Linked DNA regions of Mus musculus: all the other regions are linked to region 2. Evidence: chromatin contacts called from public HiChIP or PLAC-seq data. All regions are on one chromosome and are shown on one strand. The core of a region is the stretch at or near the end of the contact, and the rest is flanking DNA. Distances in the headings are between cores, read along the strand shown. Region 1 has its middle 140 kb from the start of Gm40217. Region 2 has its middle 63 kb from the start of Gm29922. Region 3 has its middle 100 kb from the start of Gm40217.

Evidence for each region. HiChIP or PLAC-seq counts read pairs in DNA pulled down with a chosen protein or histone mark.
Region 1: an H3K27ac HiChIP or PLAC-seq map of embryonic stem cells shows a contact between it and region 2, with 4 times the contacts expected there. The contact joins two enhancer-like sites. A contact is called at or near these places in 1 of 15 datasets of contacts at CTCF or cohesin (the NIH/3T3 cell line), 2 of 484 Hi-C or Micro-C datasets (both in uterus), 5 of 115 datasets of contacts at active chromatin or transcription factors (embryonic stem cells, fibro-adipogenic progenitors and stem cell-derived neural progenitor cells) and 1 of 9 other capture datasets (embryonic stem cells).
Region 3: a contact with region 2 is called in an H3K27ac HiChIP or PLAC-seq map of embryonic stem cells, with 4 times the contacts expected there. The contact joins two enhancer-like sites. A contact is called at or near these places in 1 of 15 datasets of contacts at CTCF or cohesin (the NIH/3T3 cell line), 2 of 115 datasets of contacts at active chromatin or transcription factors (both in embryonic stem cells) and 1 of 9 other capture datasets (embryonic stem cells).

What each region holds. Positions count from the first base shown.
Region 1 is chr4:105,458,654-105,461,891 of GRCm38.p6, forward strand. No RefSeq gene overlaps it. Among named protein-coding and RNA genes, the nearest start is that of Gm40217, 140 kb to the left of the region's middle. Within about 2 kb of position 1,563, at least 15 of the 459 cell types and tissues checked have an H3K27ac peak or open chromatin away from gene starts, as enhancers often do. A contact at or near this core is called in embryonic stem cells, where this site is marked.
Region 2 is chr4:105,907,020-105,910,740 of GRCm38.p6, forward strand. No RefSeq gene overlaps it. Among named protein-coding and RNA genes, the nearest start is that of Gm29922, 63 kb to the left of the region's middle. Within about 2 kb of position 1,467, at least 22 of the 459 cell types and tissues checked have an H3K27ac peak or open chromatin away from gene starts, as enhancers often do. A contact at or near this core is called in embryonic stem cells, where this site is marked.
Region 3 is chr4:105,422,175-105,425,584 of GRCm38.p6, forward strand. No RefSeq gene overlaps it. Among named protein-coding and RNA genes, the nearest start is that of Gm40217, 100 kb to the left of the region's middle. Within about 2 kb of position 1,642, at least 18 of the 459 cell types and tissues checked have an H3K27ac peak or open chromatin away from gene starts, as enhancers often do. A contact at or near this core is called in embryonic stem cells, where this site is marked.

The sequences.
Region 1 (3,238 bases), core at 313-2,812, 450 kb before region 2:
CCATCTATCCACTCACACGCAGAACAGCTCTTGGGGACCATTGCAACATGACTTTGAGTCTTAACCTCAAGCCAATAAACCGCACCAGAATTTTTTTTTTTCTTTTTCTTTTTTTGTTTTTCGAGACAGGGTTTCTCTGTATAGCCCTGACTGTCCTGGAACTCACTTTGTAGACCAGGCTGGCCTCGAACTCAGAAATCTGCCTGCCTCTGCCTCCAAAGTGCTGGGATTAAAGGTGGGCGCCACCACTGCCCAGCACATCAGAAATATTTAAAGGAAGCCCATGACTAGCTGAGAAGAATAAGTTGATAGCATTTAAGAATATAGATGGGAAGGGACAGGCTCAGATGCAGAGAAACCTCATGGAAAGCAATTCCCATGGGTCAAGATAAAGACAATGGCCCTTTGAGTTATCGTATCGACAGAGAGATGGACAGGGAGAAAAGTTGTGGAGAGATGACTGAAGCTGAGCCTATACTCAGTTTCACAAGACTGACCTGTTTTGTTGCTGCCTCCTTAATTAGGGCAACGGTCCTAATCAATCACTGACCCTGACCCTGACCCTGCAGGAGATACTCTTGGAGGAGACAGAGATTTGTTGAAGTAAGATTGTTGCTAAAAAACTGGGTGGCGCCGATGTATGCTTTTAATCCCAGCACTCAGGAGGCAAAGGCAGATGGGGCTCTGAATCTGAGGACAGCCTGGTCTACATGATGAGTTATAGGACAGAAAAAAAACTCTCATGAACCTTCCCAAAGATTGTTGGGGAATAAGCTTTGTACTTTTAGGAGATTCTTCCGCATAGCCTAGTTGAGAATGATCATCCCAGTGTGAACTCTCCAGGCTTTGGCTCTGGACTGGAAGAGATCTGACCGTTTACTGTGTAACAACTTCTGTAGCGATGAGAACATTTCATCCTACAGAAAGCCCCTTAAACAGAGAGATTAAAAAAAAAAAAACCTGAAATAGCTTCAAGTCCCTAAAACTGACCAGATACTCTAGGCCCCTCTGGGATAGAGTAAATAATAAAAACTACAAAACAAACAAATAAGCAAACAAAACAATCTAAACAACCAACTGGGAAAAAAAACCCACCATCACCCAAACAAAAACAAAACAAAACAAAAACCCCAAACCAAAACAACAAACAAATAAACAAAACAAACGAACAAAAGCAAAAACTAGAGTTTGACTCTAAAGATTCCCAGACAAACCAAGCTCTGAGACCAGACCAACTAGCTAAAAGAAACCAAAACCAGCCAAGCTGCCTAAAAGAGGTTCAGCTCAACTAAGCTTCTTTTAAAAAGATACTTTCCACCCTGTTAGGCTGCCTGCAGGTTGTGCAGTGTGTTCCAGAGGCTGGGATAGGCTTTGGTGAGACAGCTGTCTTCAAGCCATCCTTCCCCAGTAAGTTAAACCGCATCCACATTACTGTAAGTGGCCTCAATAAAACTCACTGGCTCACCAAGTTGGCCTCTTGTGATATCTGTACTTTGCTCTGTTGTGGACTCCCTATCTGGGGATGTGTACACTTCTTCTCCCCAGGTAAAGTGTGGTTGTGCAACATCATCATTGACATTCAAACGCTGGACAGGAGATTTGCATAGATATGCGGATGAATGGTTGGGTGTAGTGAGCTAATAGATGCTTGGAACAAGTTGTCTCTGCTTAGAACATTTAAGTAAGTTATTTGCCAGACTGGTGTCTTATAATTTTAGATTCTGAGTACAAACTGGGCTGGCCACAGGTGAACCATCTATGTATACTAGGCCATCCATCCTACCCTTTTGTCTTTGTAAACCCTTCCTCCAGTCAGGCTCTCACTCCATTCTTTGCAAGGCTCCCCACCCCCCACCAGACAGCCCATGGATTTCTGCATTGTTAAACCCAAGGTTAATGGTCTGTCTGCATTTCTTTGGTCCATGTGTTGACACAGTGGATCCTTTCTTTTGGCCTTTCACCATCCTCCCTTGGCTTTCTTCCCAGTTCACTGGTTACTTTTCTTTTGTGTTAGTTGCTCACAAACTTCTGATTTCTTAAAATTGAACCCGCCTGGGTTCAGCTCCAGTTCCCCATCGACCTTGTTTCCACCCCCTTTGATGTTCTCATCTAGTCTTATGGGCTGAAATGCTGTGGGCATGCTGACAAGTCCTCAATGTCTGTTCCTGCCTCTCCTGTATCTCTTTGGTGAACTTTGGTGTCTTCTTTCTAATTGCCAGTGTCACATCTCTCAGATACTGAAACAACCCCCAACCTTACTTTTCCACAACAGAATTCCCCTGATCCCAGACAAGATCTGTTTTTCTTAGTCTTCCCCATTTAAATCAACAACAATTCCTTTCATCAAATTACTCAGCCCTGTAAATGAGCTGCCTGTCCTGCATCTTCGCTTTTTATTGCACTCTGCATTTAACCTGTCAATTGATTTCAAATTATATCCTAACTCCTCTGCCTCTCATCCCACAAGCGCTGCAGCCCAGCCTAAGCCACCTTGCACTGTTGTGTGTACTGACGATTGTCTGATTGTCTGGGTATTCCTTCTTTCCCCTTTCCACTTTCTCAACACAGAACACTTGGAGACATGTGCTGCTCGATCCCATCTGATCAACTCTCTAATAGATTCTCATCTCTCAAAGCGAGGAGACCAGTTATCACAGTGACCTCACCCCCTGTCTCATCTGCTACCACCACATCTTCACTTATGCTCTGACACTTGTCACAGACTTGATCCTAAAATGTACCACTCTGAGTATCTTAGTCACTCATGGCTGCTGCATCAAAGTGCCATAGACTGGCTGGCTTCTAAAGACTATTCATTCATTGCTCAAAGTTTTTGAACCTAGGTGACATACAGGCAGGGCTGGCAGCATGATCTGATTCTTGTGGAGAACCGTCTTTCAAGTTGCAGTCAGCCAGTTGCTTCTTGTAGTCTTATATGTACCAAGAGAGCACTCTGATATGCCTTGTAGATGGTCATCAATTCGATCTGTGAGGGCTCTACCCTCATGGCTTAACAGCCCTCCAAAAACTACACATCCTAATAATGGGGTGAGGGTAGGCTTTTTAACATGAGTTTGTAGTGAAAATGTTCATGTTATTGTACTGTGTAGACAAGCATTATCTGTAAGTTGAATCACCACCATTGCTACCACATTTGGGTCTTCTGCTTAGAAATGTATGTATCTTCTGCTTAGACATGCTTCCTATCCAGCCAGGTATGCATCTACTCATTTTCTTA
Region 2 (3,721 bases), core at 217-2,716:
TGATGACAAACATGAAACTCAGAAGGGCAAACAGAAATGTTCAAGATTACACCCTAAATTGAGAGCAGGGGACCCATTTTGAATCCAGGCTCTCACCACACCAGCTTTCCCTCTCCGTGTTACCATCATGGCTGCCTTTATCTTGTCCTGTGGGTACCAGGCACCTGGGTATTTCTATTTCCCAAAGACTCTTCCTTATTCCTTCATTCTCACACTCCCTGAACCTGGATGCTACCAACCACCATTTTCTTGATAATGAAAAAACGCTTCTCTACCCATCCACAGGCCTATTATGTCGTCTTCACTATCTGTAGAGGACCAACTCACATGCCACCTGGTCCATGGTCCTGAGGCACAAGGTTCCTTTTCTTCTCCGCCGCCGAATGGTATTGTTCTGTTTCTTCTCTGTTGGTAAGTGCCTCTGTATTTCACATTGTATGCTTCCCTGCTCCAACCCCGGATACCATCACTGGTCATTGACTTGATTGTATCTATGCCTAGACAGTCTAGTGGTCATAAGACTCCAATGTCCAGAGCTCTGCCTCATCATTGACATTGGCTGAAGAGACATCAGCAAAAAGCAAAATGAGGGGGGATGCTACATACTTCCTATGCCCAGATGCTCTTTATCGATCTGCTAGCCCATGTGTGAAGACCGCCTGGAGGAAGGCCTCTCTGTGTCTCAGATCTCAGGGACATCTCTCTAAAGCACTGCTGTGATTTTGGTCCGCCTCATCCAGTTGGCTCTGATGTCTAACAGGCATTGCAATTGCTTTGGTGAAATCAGTAGTTTGTCAGGCTTGGTTACGGCTATTCTTGGAAAAGATCGGGGTGCGGGGAGTGTGCAGAAACTGGTGTGGTAATAATTTAAGTTTTATCCAAATAAGATGTTTCATGAAATGTGCAGGACTGCTTGAAGTGACACATTTCTGGCATCTGATTGTCCCTGGAAGAGATAAAAGGCAGACGAGAAAAGAGCATACTGTAGGAGCTCTCGCCACCTCGGAACCAAGCCACTTTTGTTTCCAATTTCCAGAGAAAGGGGGTGGGGAAAGAGATTCTCTAAAGGTAAATGAGTGAAATGGCCATTTCTCCCTCCCTCCCCCCCCCCCCCGTGTGTGTGCGCGCACGTGTGCAAGTGCAAGTGTGTGTGTGTGTGTGTGTGTGTGTGTGTGTGTGTGTGAGAGAGAGAGAGAGAGAGAGAGAGAGAGAGAGAGAGAGAGAGAGAGAGAGAAAACATCAGGTATCTGATAATTTCTAGCATGTGCTTTCCAGTCTCTGAATCATTGTCCATCTGTTGGCTCACAAGTCTGTGGAGTAACCAAACTTACAGCAAAGGGGAAAGTGCTTGAAGCTTAAACTCACAGGTGTGATTTAAATTTTGCATTGTCTTTTTAAAGAGCCCTTTTGCATGACAAGTGTTTTCTTTTCCTGACCTCTGCTGCTTCTTTCAAAATGTAAAGGTTGACTCTCTGAAGACAGCTATCCCCCACCACCACTAGGCCATTTGATCCAAAAGAAGTGATCCAAGACCCTAGCAAGATAAAAGCCTTAAACAGAAGAAACATTTCTGGCCCCAGATTTTAGTCTGAGCTTGCTGATGGCCTGCTGGATGGCTATGAGTAAAGTCACTTCAACTGACTTAAATTTCCCAGCCAGAGATGTTGTCATTTCCTCCCTCTGCTCTCATGCTATTTTAACACTAATTTACAATTTAAGTTTTGTCTGTAGAGGAGGTTCTCCTTGGCCATGCTGTATGGAATGGTCTCTCCCAACATTATTCTGTTCTGTTAGACCTTTAACTGAAACTCCCCCACTGTTTTCTCTGTTTATCTCTTTAATTGGTAGTTTCTGACTATCTCTTCAACTAGAATGTCAGCTCCTTCTGAGAGGGACAAAGGACAGCCAGGTCCACACTGTTCAGCAGCCTGTCACCTTGGTGAGATAAGTTCTCATATATATTGGTGGAATGGAAGCTGTTGCCTCCGGGCAATCATGTCTTCTGCTAATACAGAACTTGACTTACTACAAAGGAGGAAGAATACATCTCCACCAATGGCTCACCCCATACCTCAGCCTTGACAGTGAATGAATGTCTATGACTACATGCTTGTCCTTGGTAGCTCCACCGGGAACTGAAGAAGAAAAGCAATTGTCCACCTCGTTAGACAGCCTTTGGATAGTCCTGATAGCTAGATCATTAGTGGCAATGGCATACTCCTCAGAAGTGTAGCATGACCTAATCTATTTCCTATGCCACGGGGAAGAGCTCTCTCTCTCTCTCTCTCTCTCTCTCTCTCTCTCTCTCTCTCTCTCACACACACACACACACACACACACACACACACACACACTTCAGTGGACTGTTATCTTCGACACATCTGTCTACAGAGCACTTCCTGTTGCCCATTTCCTGTCTCCCTGCCACAGGCATCTGGTGAGAGACACCCAGCAGTTATCCCTCCCTAACTTGACTGACTCAGGAAGCCATCCTTGTTCTTACAGTTGTTTAGGTGAACTTGGGTTCTGCTTCACCAATCCAAACATGTTCCTCGGCAAAGCTGAGCTCACAGTCTCAAATCTAGATCCAGGATACAACAACCTCTGCTTTGCAGTGTGGTTTTCCGGGCTTGTTCAGCCATTAATAAACTTGTTATTTTATGTTCTGTTTTTCTGTGGATTTGCATGGCTCCCCAGAGGGAGGAAGCTTAAGGCTGGGAATTCAACCTCCAGTACCTAAGAGTGTTTTGCTTCACAGTATGTGGTTTTAGGCCACCTGTCTTCTCAAAACTTCAGGCTCACTGAATGGTAGGAAAGAGAAACCAAACACAAGGCTCTTCCCCAAAATTTGGAAAACTGCATGCTAGAAACTTGGTGAATAACTCTCACATGAACTTGGTAGGTAGACCCTGTAGATCAAATGACTGGCTCTAAGAGCCTGTGTTTATTAGCTGGCTCTCAAATAAGAATCCATTTCAAATGGGCAGCTACACAAAGACTTAAGTTCAGATCACAGAAAACCATCCCCTCACTCGCTCTACAACCTTAGGCGCTGGCTCTCCCTGAACACTAGTTTCTTTAACTGTATCTATTTGCAGGATTGCCAAACACTTATATGAAGTTTGGGATCCACAAATGTGTAACTAGTAAATATATGATAAATAAAGTGTCAAAAGGAAAGAAAATTATCAACTCTGAAGGGTTTAATGGAAAATGGTGAGATATTCGTACACGGTAAAGGTCCAAATAAACCCTTCAATATTCACCTGGATTCTAGAGTGAAGACATGCATCTATGCACATGTGTGTGCATATGCTCCCCCCACATACACACACACACACATGTGCACACACACATACATATACACACCCACACATGCACACATATAGGAGCATGCATGCGCACACGTGTACACACACACACACACTCACACACGCGCGCGCGCACACACACACACACAGATTTGGCTGTGCATATTCATCAGTCCCATGGCTGCAAAACAGAACACAGCCTATTCTAGCCCAACCATCTAATGCATCTGAGCTAATTCTGATTTCTCCAGTTAATATCTCCCCAAATCCTCAAGCCAGCCCTGTGTTTCCATAACTGGAGGATACCAAGTCTACCACGGCCTCTGCAAGGGGCTTAAATGTGCAAGTGAGCCAAGTTTTGTCTCAGAGCCTTGGCTGCATAGAGAGCAATATAAATAGAGCTCATTAGT
Region 3 (3,410 bases), core at 392-2,891, 480 kb before region 2:
CTTACTCTATTGTGTGTCTTGATGGGACATTGTGAAACAGGTTCCTGCCTCTCATAAAAGATCCTGAAATGGTCCCAGAAGAACACTCTTTGGGTACTAGAGCATGATTTGCAATCAAGTGTCGAAAACTAAATGAGACATTTGAAGAAGAAAATGAGCAAAAGCTACCCTGATGGGCGCTCTTGTTATCTAGGTCTCCTTAGTGGCAATATTCCATGCTAATAGAAGTGACAGCACACTGTGCTAGGAGTGTAACAATTTGAAACATGTACCTACTGTAGAAAGTTTTGTTACTGCTCCTGAAATTGTCCTGGGCTGGGGTGAGGACTGACTGGAGACCCAGGGCCAGGTGGGAAGGGACACAGTCTTAGGTAAGACAGACATTGTCAGAATCGGGCCAGAGGCAACAAAGGAAACAGAGCTTTGCTGATCTGTTGAAAACCACTGGGGGAGGTCTCACTGGAAATGAGTCGGAGGCTAACTACGCTGCTATTTTGGGCTCATTCAACGACAGGACCTAAATCAAACAGATGTGCTTTTGCCCTCGTGCAACACTCTAGAAGTTTGTCATATGAAACGTGGCTTCCCTGTCTACTTTCAAGGAAATTATCAACCCATCCTTAGCTAAAGGGAAGAGCAAAAGAAAGCAAGGGGAACAACTTTTTCCTCTCCCCCTCCTTGTCTTCCTCGTCTTCCTCCTCCTCTGCTTCTCTGTTTAGAAAGTGACCCGAGAACGAGACTGTCTTCCCCTACTTTATTTATGTTCCACTGTATGGCCACTGCTAGATTCAAAGAAGGCTGGGAAATTCAGCCCATAGTGTGCATGGAAGACAGGACTCTCCCATTTGGTTCATGTGGAGAAATTTGCTAATTAAAGGAAGAGAGGGAGGATAGATTGATTTATAGGAGTCTAGTGACTAGATTTTGTCAAACCCATTAATTCTCTTTATCTTCCCACTGAAGCAGGAGCCCTTTCTCTTCCCTCTGCCTCCTTATGGTCTTCATGGGCAGTCTGGCTTTAAGGGACGACCCGACATATACACTATGATAACACTTTGTTGCAGCCACTGTTCTAAGTTACTTATGAGCTGAGTAGTTCAATCCACAGGGAAAGTCTTTCCTTTTTCTTTAAATCTCTGGACTTGGGCTGAGGGAGAAGAGGAGAGAGAGAGAGTGATACCTTACACAGATTAGTACAACAGTTGCTATAGCTGTCATTTGAACTCTTTCTGATTTCAAGGTGTTGGTGTTTTCATTCTACCACAGGTAGCCTTCAGGTCCCTGATGGTGTGAGAACTGGCTGGGGCATGGGGTGGGGGTGGGGGTGGAGCAGGGTCAAGAATGATGAGTAATGGGAAGGTAGTGGGGTGAGCACAAGTAATAAGAGGACCAAGTACCCTCTTTCCCCCTCCCGTGTGTGTGTGTGTGTGTGTGTGTGTGTGTGTGTGTGTGTGTGTGTGTGAGTGTGTGTATGGTGTGTTCATAGACACATGAAGGCAGTCAGGAGAAAGACAGATTAAAAGACTATGCTTACAGGCACCTGTTTGCTGATTTATTTCTATGTAGTCTCTGCAGACCCAAGCCTTCCCTGACTTGGAAAGCATGGGGGAGCTGTTTGACAAAACAGCTGAGTCACCCAAGAGTCTGACCTTTAATGTGGAAAACCGTCACCAAGGACAGGGCTGAGGAGTAGCTGCTGGGTAATCAGGAATGGGGGTGGGGGTAGGGGTGGGGGGATAGGGTCCTGGCAGGACAAGGCAGTGGTCAGAGCAGCAGGGTGGGGAGCCAGAGTGCAGGCAAACTGATTTCCAGGAAGGAAATGCTGCCCCACCCACTCCTCCTCAGGCTGAGGCAAGGTTGCCTTGTTGTCTGGTTCCAGAGAAGGACCTCTCACAAGAATTCTATTGTCTGACCTTCAGAAATGAGAATAAAGTTGTTCCTTAAGGGGGACAATGAAGATCACAGCAGCCAAGGACTCGGGCCGGAAGAAGGAAGTCCTTAAATGCTCTAAGAACTTACAACAGGGGTTTGGGACAAGGGTTCAGGGACTACACTTCAGGAAAGGCTGGGCCTGGGAAGAGAGGTAAACTGAAATCTGTCCTGTTGGGTGCCTAGCCCACATCCTCGAAGGCGATGGTTCCTAGCTACAGAACTGGAGTGCCCAGCTCCATGTTCTTGCAGGCTATACTTCCTGCCATAGACCTGGGAGTGCCCAGGCCCCACTTCTAAAGAATGCCCTCTTCTGAGCCCAACAGAGCTGCTCACTCTTTCTAGAATAGAGTCCCACTGTCAGCAACCCAGGTCCTCTCTAGTGTGTCATGTTCCCATCTAGGTCATCCTCCACCTCCATGATCAAGTTCCATTGTTCCGGGAAGCCTTCCTTGATGGAGCAGGGCAGAAACACGTATCCATCTGCTTTATCTTGAGGTCACACTACTTTGTACTTGCACAGGATCATAAATTCTTAGGTGCTCAGTAAATAAATAAGTGCTGATAAATTAAAAGTTCTGAGGATCTTTAACTGCTATTTTTTTGGTAAAAGTTATCACTAAAAATTAAATATGGTCAAGTCATGTATGTTCATGGATGAAATTTACAAGACCTTTTGCTGTGTTCTGATTTTTGTGGTTGTTCTTGCTTCATGAAGTGTGACCACTGAAACTATTTGAACCTCCAGCTAGAAGACGTGGGTAAGGAATTCCCTGTCATCTACCTTTCTGCTTTCCGCTCTCCAGAGTCCCATCTCTAGGCAAGGGGCTATGGGGACAGATGATGGCCTCTTCCTGCAGGAAAACGCCCTGGGTCCACTCCTGAAACTCCTACAGGGATCTCAGAATATTTGCATTTTAAAAGGGTCACGGTTGAGAGGCCAGATGCCTTAGGGGTGGGACTTTTTCTAGAGCAGGAAATCAAGTTTTAAGGGCAAAGGTGCAGAGCTCTCCAGAGCACAAGAACAAAGGGCCAAAGATTCTTCGCTCAGCTTCCTTAGAGAACCCTCATTCAGCTTTGAGTGAAGACCTCTCCTCCTAATCAAAACTTAAGCAATGGGAGACGGGGGTGGGGGTGGAATGTAAATGCATACGGCTAAGAGAAAGAAGCCAATCTGCAATGCTGCGTGCCATGCCATATGTTTCTCACAAGATGACATATGTCTTGGTAGACATACCATAAAGACAGTATGAATGTCGGTGACAGACTGTAGTTGGGTGAGGGGTCAAGAGGCCAGAATAAGGGACAATAAAACTATTCTGGAAGACATTGCAATGGCGGATGCCTGACACCTAGTTGTCAAAAAATCCACAGAGTGCACAATACAAAGACAATCCTAACGTAAGGAACAGACTTCAGTCAGGAAGTGTGTCAATGCTGGCTCAGCGTTAACTGTAACATATATGCTGTATCAATGCAGG